Linked DNA regions of Zea mays: region 2 is linked to region 1. The links are chromatin contacts, called in public Hi-C maps. All regions are on one chromosome and are shown on one strand. Each heading gives the region's core, a stretch centred on a gene start, on an enhancer-like site or on the middle of the called end of the contact. The rest is flanking DNA. Distances are from core to core; before and after follow the strand shown.

Region 1 (3,470 bases), core at 484-2,983:
GTTGACATATGTTTGGGTGCAATCTAACCATGGTCCTTCAGGGTGTCCGATCGAGGGCATGTACAAAGGCATAATGCTAGCTGTTCATACCGGTTCCAAAATCAATAGTCAATTTAGTTTTGTCCTAAATCCTTAACTTTCACTAGATTTTTCTTAAAAACATTAAAATCTAAATAAATAGACTATCAGGAATATTTCTCTAGGAATGTAATGGAACTGATGCGTGGGTGTTTTTGTTTTCTATAAACATGCATTGTTTAAAGTTAAAGAAGTCTAATATATAATAACTTAGTATAGAACAAAGTGAAACATAATTTGGAAGTTTTGGCATTTTTTTAACAGTGACGTGGATAAGGCACATATTTATTTGTTATCATTAATTAGTAATTGGGTTAAAATAACTTAATTAATATAAGTATGAGCACCGCGCATGCCAGAGAAAATAAAATATATGGAACTAATGCACGGGCCGGTCTCTTCCCGACCTTATCGTGCAGGACAAGACGAAGGACAAAGAGTGGTTCGTTAGGAGTACACACAACATCATAATTATTAATTAGCCAGCCTTAAACAAGAAAAAAAATATGGACCCACGATCGAGCGACATTAATTTGACACGCCATCTACTACTGCCAGCCTTCCACAATCCACACGCCCCTTCTCGCTATCCAAATTAGCACTGGATCGATGGTACAAGCACCTTTTCTGTGGTTCCGTGGCAGCTGAACTGCAGGTGTGGCAACAACTGTGCTCACATGAACGCAGGACACAATATGATATCCATGTGGAAAATCATTGCGCAAATCTGGCAGCAGTAACCGCACCGCCGTCGCCCTGCACCCTAATCCAATGCATGCGTGCGTACAGTGGGTGTGGGTCACACACAACGTTTGACACAGCCGCTAGCAGACATGAAGGAAAGTGGAGCACTACAAACTTCTGATCTCTCCGGCGAAATTGATCTTTTATGGCTAGTTTGGGAACCCATTTTTTTAAAGGATTCCTATTTTTTAAATAAAAATGAACTAATTTCCCTTAGAAAAATATGAATCTTTTGAAAAAATGGGGTTTCCAAACTAATCTTATAAGTGTTTGTTTTGGTTGAGCTCCACCTTTAACTTTAGATCAATCTGAATCTGCTTTGAGACCAGTCTGTTGGTTGGTTCTTAGTTTGCGATATATCGTCAACTGACATTTGACTCTTTTGATTGCCTGAAGAAGACCGTAGTCTTTGGGAACGCCGTAAAATGCAAGTGACTGCAGAGGAATATATAAATAAACACGCGCACACACAGGCACGCACACACGTATGATAATTAACCCAATAAATAACAAACCATCATTTCACGTTTTTCTTTAAGTTTGATGTGAACTTCACAAATTATATATAGCTTTATTGAAAATTTATCGCTCTCACTGCCAAAAGTTCAGCTCCTGTACGTCTGAACTTGTGTAGATACATCCTCCGAGAGGAACTTAATCCTAGCTAGTTCGTTCTACTCCACTCAATTATTGGCTACGATTCATCAAGCATGCAAGTGCAAGCGCAACCGTGAGCAGAGAGTTAAAACAAAACAAACAACATTAAGCTGTAATAACGACAGAAATATATGTGTACCGCCGATTTGCGAAGCGCAGACGCTGGTAGTGCTGTCCCGGGCAGGAGCTGCGACCGTGAGCAGGAGGGAGCAGCAGGCAGCAAGGAGAGGAAGCGACCCCATGGCGTTCCCGGGCGGAAAGCTTCCTCTGCTTGAGGCCGTGCGGTGTCGAGTGAGGGACAGGACGCTGTGTCGCCTTTTTATATAAGAGAAAGAGAAAGGTTCTGTTCTTCTATGATGTTTGCGTGTGTGTGGGAATCTCGCCGGTAGCTTTCGTCGCTCTAATTTACTGGTCATTTTGTCTGCCCGGCCGAACGATTTAAAATATGGTGATTTGGTGAGAAGGCCAATCATGCCGGTTAGTACCTACAGGATAAGTGTATATATATATATATATATATATATATATATATATATATATATATATATATATATATATATATATATATATATATAGTTTGTATATTTAGAGCCCTGATTTTTCAATAAATAGAGGAAGTCCTGCCTCGGAGGTTCAGCCGCACCAGGTTCGGTCAGCTATAAAAAATCCTCAGGCCGCCAGAGATTAGATTTTAGCGGAGTGCGGCGGTTTTCTCGGGCGAGCGGCGGCGGCGGTTTACTCGGTCGTGCGAGCGGCGGCGACCTCGAGGGCCAACGGTGGTGGCGCCCAAAGGACGGCGACCGGCGGAGGCACTCCTCCAGTATCGAGCGACGACGATGCCCCCGAAGCGGACGAGTGGCGATGGCGCACCCAGGCCCGGTGGCGATGATGGTTGCACGAGGCGCGGTAGGCTTTGGCAGCGGCGGTGGTGGCCCTGAGGGAGCGCGACGGCGGCAGATCCAGGAGGTGCGCACGCGCCGGCAGATCCCAGTGGCGCGAGTGCGACGTCGGCTCCTCGGAGGCACGTGCCCCGGAGTGGCACCCGCTGATGTCCCACCTCAGGCGACGACGCCGACCTTCCCTAGGCACGAGGGACGATGACAGACTTCCCTAGACACGAACGATGATGGAGCGACGACCCTGTTTTTATGCGATTTTGTATACATAGTTATGCTAATGTCAATATGTTTTATAATACATTGTCAATTCATGGCTCTACTCCCATCTTTTATATGTTTATGATATTTCTATTCACATTTTATGTAACCATTTGTTGATTTTTATGTAGTGTACCATAATACATAAATAACTTTCACATGTAGCATAATTAGCATCAGTATATATCATAAACTAGTTCTAACGAGCCTAACTGCATGGTTGTTGGATAGATACTATTTTTATGGACAAAATAAAGCATTGAAAATGATGATTTTTGTTTTCATGCATGTCAATCCATTTTCTTTCAACTCACATTTTTGTCATCCTAAATTTGTGCGCATGCAACAAAAAACAAATTTTATACATAGTGTACCGCAGTGAATAAATACCTTCACCGTGTACTATAATTAGTCTCAGTATATATCATAAACTGGTTCTAACGAACGTAGATGTATGACTGTTGAAGAGATCATATATTTATGATGGAAATTAACCATTTAAATCATATTTTTTTTCCATGCATGCCAATCCATTTCCTTTCAAGACACATTCTTGTCATCCTAAATTTGTACGCATGCAGAAGAAAACAGATGTTTTGCGCAGTGTGCCACACTGGATAAATATATATACCGTGTAGCATAACTAGTATCAGTATATGTCATAAACTAGTTCCAACGATCCTAGCTACATAGCTATCGTAGAGATCCTACTTTTATGGACAAAATAAAGCATTTAAATTAGTTTTTTTTTGTTTCCATGCATGCCAATCCATTTTCTTACAACACACATTCTTGTCATCCTAAATTTGTGGGCATGCAGTATGAAACAGATTT
Region 2 (3,470 bases), core at 624-3,123, 320 kb before region 1:
TTCAGTGCTAGACATGCCTCATCAATATCATATTCACCTTGAATTTTGATGTCCACTGTATCAGTAAGTGATCCCTTATGCCAATGTTCCAGCACCCAGTCAACTAACATTACCTGCCTGTCTTGGGTACTTTGCTTGATAGGCCTCTGCCCACATGTGACCTCAAGAATGAATATACCGAAGGCAAAAACATCCGTCAGAGGGGTTGCCCTGCCAGTGCGTGCTACCTCCGGAGCCAGGTATCCTATGGTGCCAACCACATGTGTGGCTTCTGGGTCAGTGCCATGGTCATACAATTTCGCGAGACCAAAATCACCAATCCTCCCATGGATCTCATTATCGATGAGCACATTGCTTGCCTTGATGTCACAATGTATGATGACTTTCTCACACTCCTCATGAAGGTAGAGTAAACCAGATGCTACTCCTTTGATTATTTGGAACCTTTGATTCCAATCTAAAGTAGGCTTGCCCTCTTTACCATACAAGTATTTGTCGAGGCTTCCATTGGGCATGTAATCATACACTAAGAGAAGCTCGCCTTTCCGCCGGGAGTACCCCAATAAGGGCACCAGGTTACGATGTTGAAGATGGCCGATGCTAACAATCTCTGTTATAAACTCCTTTATGCCCTGTTTTGAGTCGTGTGACACCCTCTTCACAGCAATATTCAGTCTGGATCCACGGAGAATCCCCTTGTACACCATTCCAAACCCTCCTGTACCTAACAGGTTAGCTTCTCTAAATCCTCTTGTGGCATCGAATAAATCCTTGTATGAGAACCTGTGAGGCCCATACTCAACCTCCCAATCTTCACGTAGTTCAGCATATCTTAGCTTCCTCCGCACGAATAAAAAAATAGTAATGCTTGCAGCAAGGAACAGAGCCAGAATTGTTATTGGCAGAGTTATCTGTAATGCTTTCGACCGAGCCTTCTGACCAAGACGAGGCATCTCTGGCAGCTTGGTAATGTCGATTGGTGGAGCAGGACTGTTGATGCCAAAGCTCCAACCAAGCAGATAGTGTTGCCCACTAACAGAGCCTGTTGAGGATGAGAAACCAATATACGCCGGATTAGTGATGACTGCTGAGAGATTGTAGTTAGCAGACAGCAATGGCCTCACTGGTTTGGCGACATTGAGGGGAGCTATGGTGACATTGATCTGTGTGGTTTCTCTGTTGTAGTTCACCCACACTTGCATCGCCTCATGGCTATCGAGTGACAGATCTTTGAACAAACCACTTTTATCATCATAGTAGCCTGCATCATGGGATCGGATGGAGCGTAGACTATTGACGTTGATGCCAACATGGTAACTGTTGATGTCCTGTAGGTCATAATTTTGGACGGTGTCGAGCTCAACTGCAAAGATGTGGCTGTTTGGGTCACCATTGGTCTGGTCACTGAAGAGGCCCAAGTACTGGGTTGGGAATGAACCCGATAAATTCTTGTCTGGCGCAATGAAGAAAGCTAGGCCATGACCACTCTCAGTCTCAGGATAGGTAGAGAGAATGGCGAACACAAAGGATACAGAGAAAGACTGCACTGCACCACTAGAGGACTCGTAGAAGAGCACCGAACTGGGGTGGAATCCATGGCCTTTCTGCCGAACGGTGCCATTGGTTAGCTCAAGGAGGCCGCTCGGCGTGACTGTCGCTCCACCATCGAGGGTTAGGTTGCTGCTAGCGAAGCCGGTGTAGACGAATTGGTCGTCGTCCCCAGCAGTGAATCCAGCAATACTAAGGCCTACGGACAGGATGAACAAGGTAATGTTTTGGTTCGCCACCATGTCTGTACTTTTCTACTCCTCCATTGGTCGTGCGCTGTGGTTTGCACATTGGAAGTTCTTTAATTTTGCTGTGTGGTCACACGACCTGTAGGTACTACTTATCCAAAACTTGAGACTGACTTGGTACAGATTTGCATTGCTAAAATGAAGGATTTATTATTTGCATGAGGCTGACCCATGGGAAGTTTGCACAAAGTTCCAGGACACGTCATGTCAAGGATTTGGTAGAATGTTTCTTTCAATCCATGAAAGCATGGTGGCTACTATAGTAGTCATTAGTCAAGCCGTCCTTTTTGTACGAGTCTTTCTCATAGTCAAACTTTCCTTATGGTTGCAGAGGATTGTGGGCGCTTAACAATGGTGGCTGCTAGTAGTCAAACTGTCATTTTTGGTCACAGTCTTTCCTCATTGGCAAAACTGTCCTTGCTCTCCAAGGATTGACGGTGGCTATCAAGGTTCAGCAAAAGAAAAGAAAAAAATGGCAAAACTCAGTAATCTTCTGAATAAGAAAAAACAAGGCTGTTTGGATTGCTATAGTCGTAATCCATGGAGACAAAAACAATGTAGAAATAATAGAAGCCGGTACAGATTAAAGTTAAGTGAACAAGCTGCTAGTAGTATCGTTGATAGCGGGGTGAACGAAGTTTCTAGAGCCCTCATGGTTTTGGTATGGCTCTAGAAAATATATCAGTGCATGAAGCATTGAAGCACTGTTGTTTTTGTATTTAGTACTAGTATGTATTGTACTAGAACTATGTGCCTTATAGCTGGTCATCTGGCCTGGACGCCTGGACAGAAGTTCGCTGGTCATCTGGCCTGGTCGTTGTTTACTTTGGCGAACTGGATTCCACTCATGTTGAAAAAAGATGGGTGAGGTGGTGCAAAAGTCGTCGCATGTACATGAGGTGGTAGCTGGTTCACATATAGTAATTCGGAAAGAAAATGAGATCTTTGAATTGTTGCCTTGGATGCAGCCAAGGACTGAATCGTTGCTTACGGTCAAATCCTATGGAGGAATAGTTGACAGACCAGCCGGCATGAATATGATGTTCGGTACAGTTCAAATTTGGGCTGGTCCGTGGTCTACTGAACTCTGCCAGATGAAGTGTTTCCCAGCTGGTGATGGCTTTCAAAACCCGGGGGGAGGGGGGGGGGGGGGGGGGGGGGGGGGGGGTTGGCTGAAGTTTTAGCAAACGGTCGTCTTTCAGAGTCGATCATCGCTTACAAATTTGCTGTGTTTTTGCTGCAACTGTGCCTAGGACTGAAATGTAAGCTACCCGGGGGGTGGGCTTATGCGGCAAACGGGCTTAGTGGGGCCGTGGCTGATTAATGGGGAGGGAGGATTTAGGCCCGTAGCAGACCTGTGTAGGTTTAAGTGGCGTTTGGATGAAGCTATGGATATTGGATAGGGAATAGGAAATATAGTGGGATATGGTATATGTACAATACCATTTAATAAAGGGTCTCTTGATTGATCTTTAGGGAGCTAAATAAAAAAAGTACAAGAGATGGTTCACTTTGTCAAAAGACTGTCTCTACACGACTCTCTATACCTATTGCCTCTTAACTATATTTATTATTTAGGAGCTCAGAGTTGTATTAATGCAGCCTCTTAGTTGTCTCTTTTACATTGAAAACCAATCTAGGGGATCAGGGCTGTACATGTCGTAAAAAGAGAAG

Evidence for each region. A called contact is a pair of places that touch in the nucleus more often than the background predicts.
Region 2: a Hi-C map of ear shows a contact between it and region 1, with 2.3 times the contacts expected there. The contact joins the promoter of LOC109942346 here to the promoter of LOC100273432 in region 1. A contact is called at or near these places in 2 of 25 Hi-C or Micro-C datasets (ear and tassel).

What each region holds. Positions count from the first base shown.
Region 1 is chr9:44,479,924-44,483,393 of Zm-B73-REFERENCE-NAM-5.0, reverse strand. It overlaps LOC100273432 (aspartic proteinase nepenthesin-2), which reads right to left and starts at 1,733. Exons shown (of 2, transcript NM_001147869.1): 1 at 1,619-1,733. The coding sequence starts at 1,721.
Region 2 is chr9:44,797,926-44,801,395 of Zm-B73-REFERENCE-NAM-5.0, reverse strand. It overlaps LOC109942346 (L-type lectin-domain containing receptor kinase SIT2), which reads right to left and starts at 1,873. Exons shown (of 1, transcript XM_020544270.1): 1 at 1-1,873. The coding sequence starts at 1,790. The region is part of intron 1 of LOC109942347 (a long non-coding RNA gene); the gene reads left to right.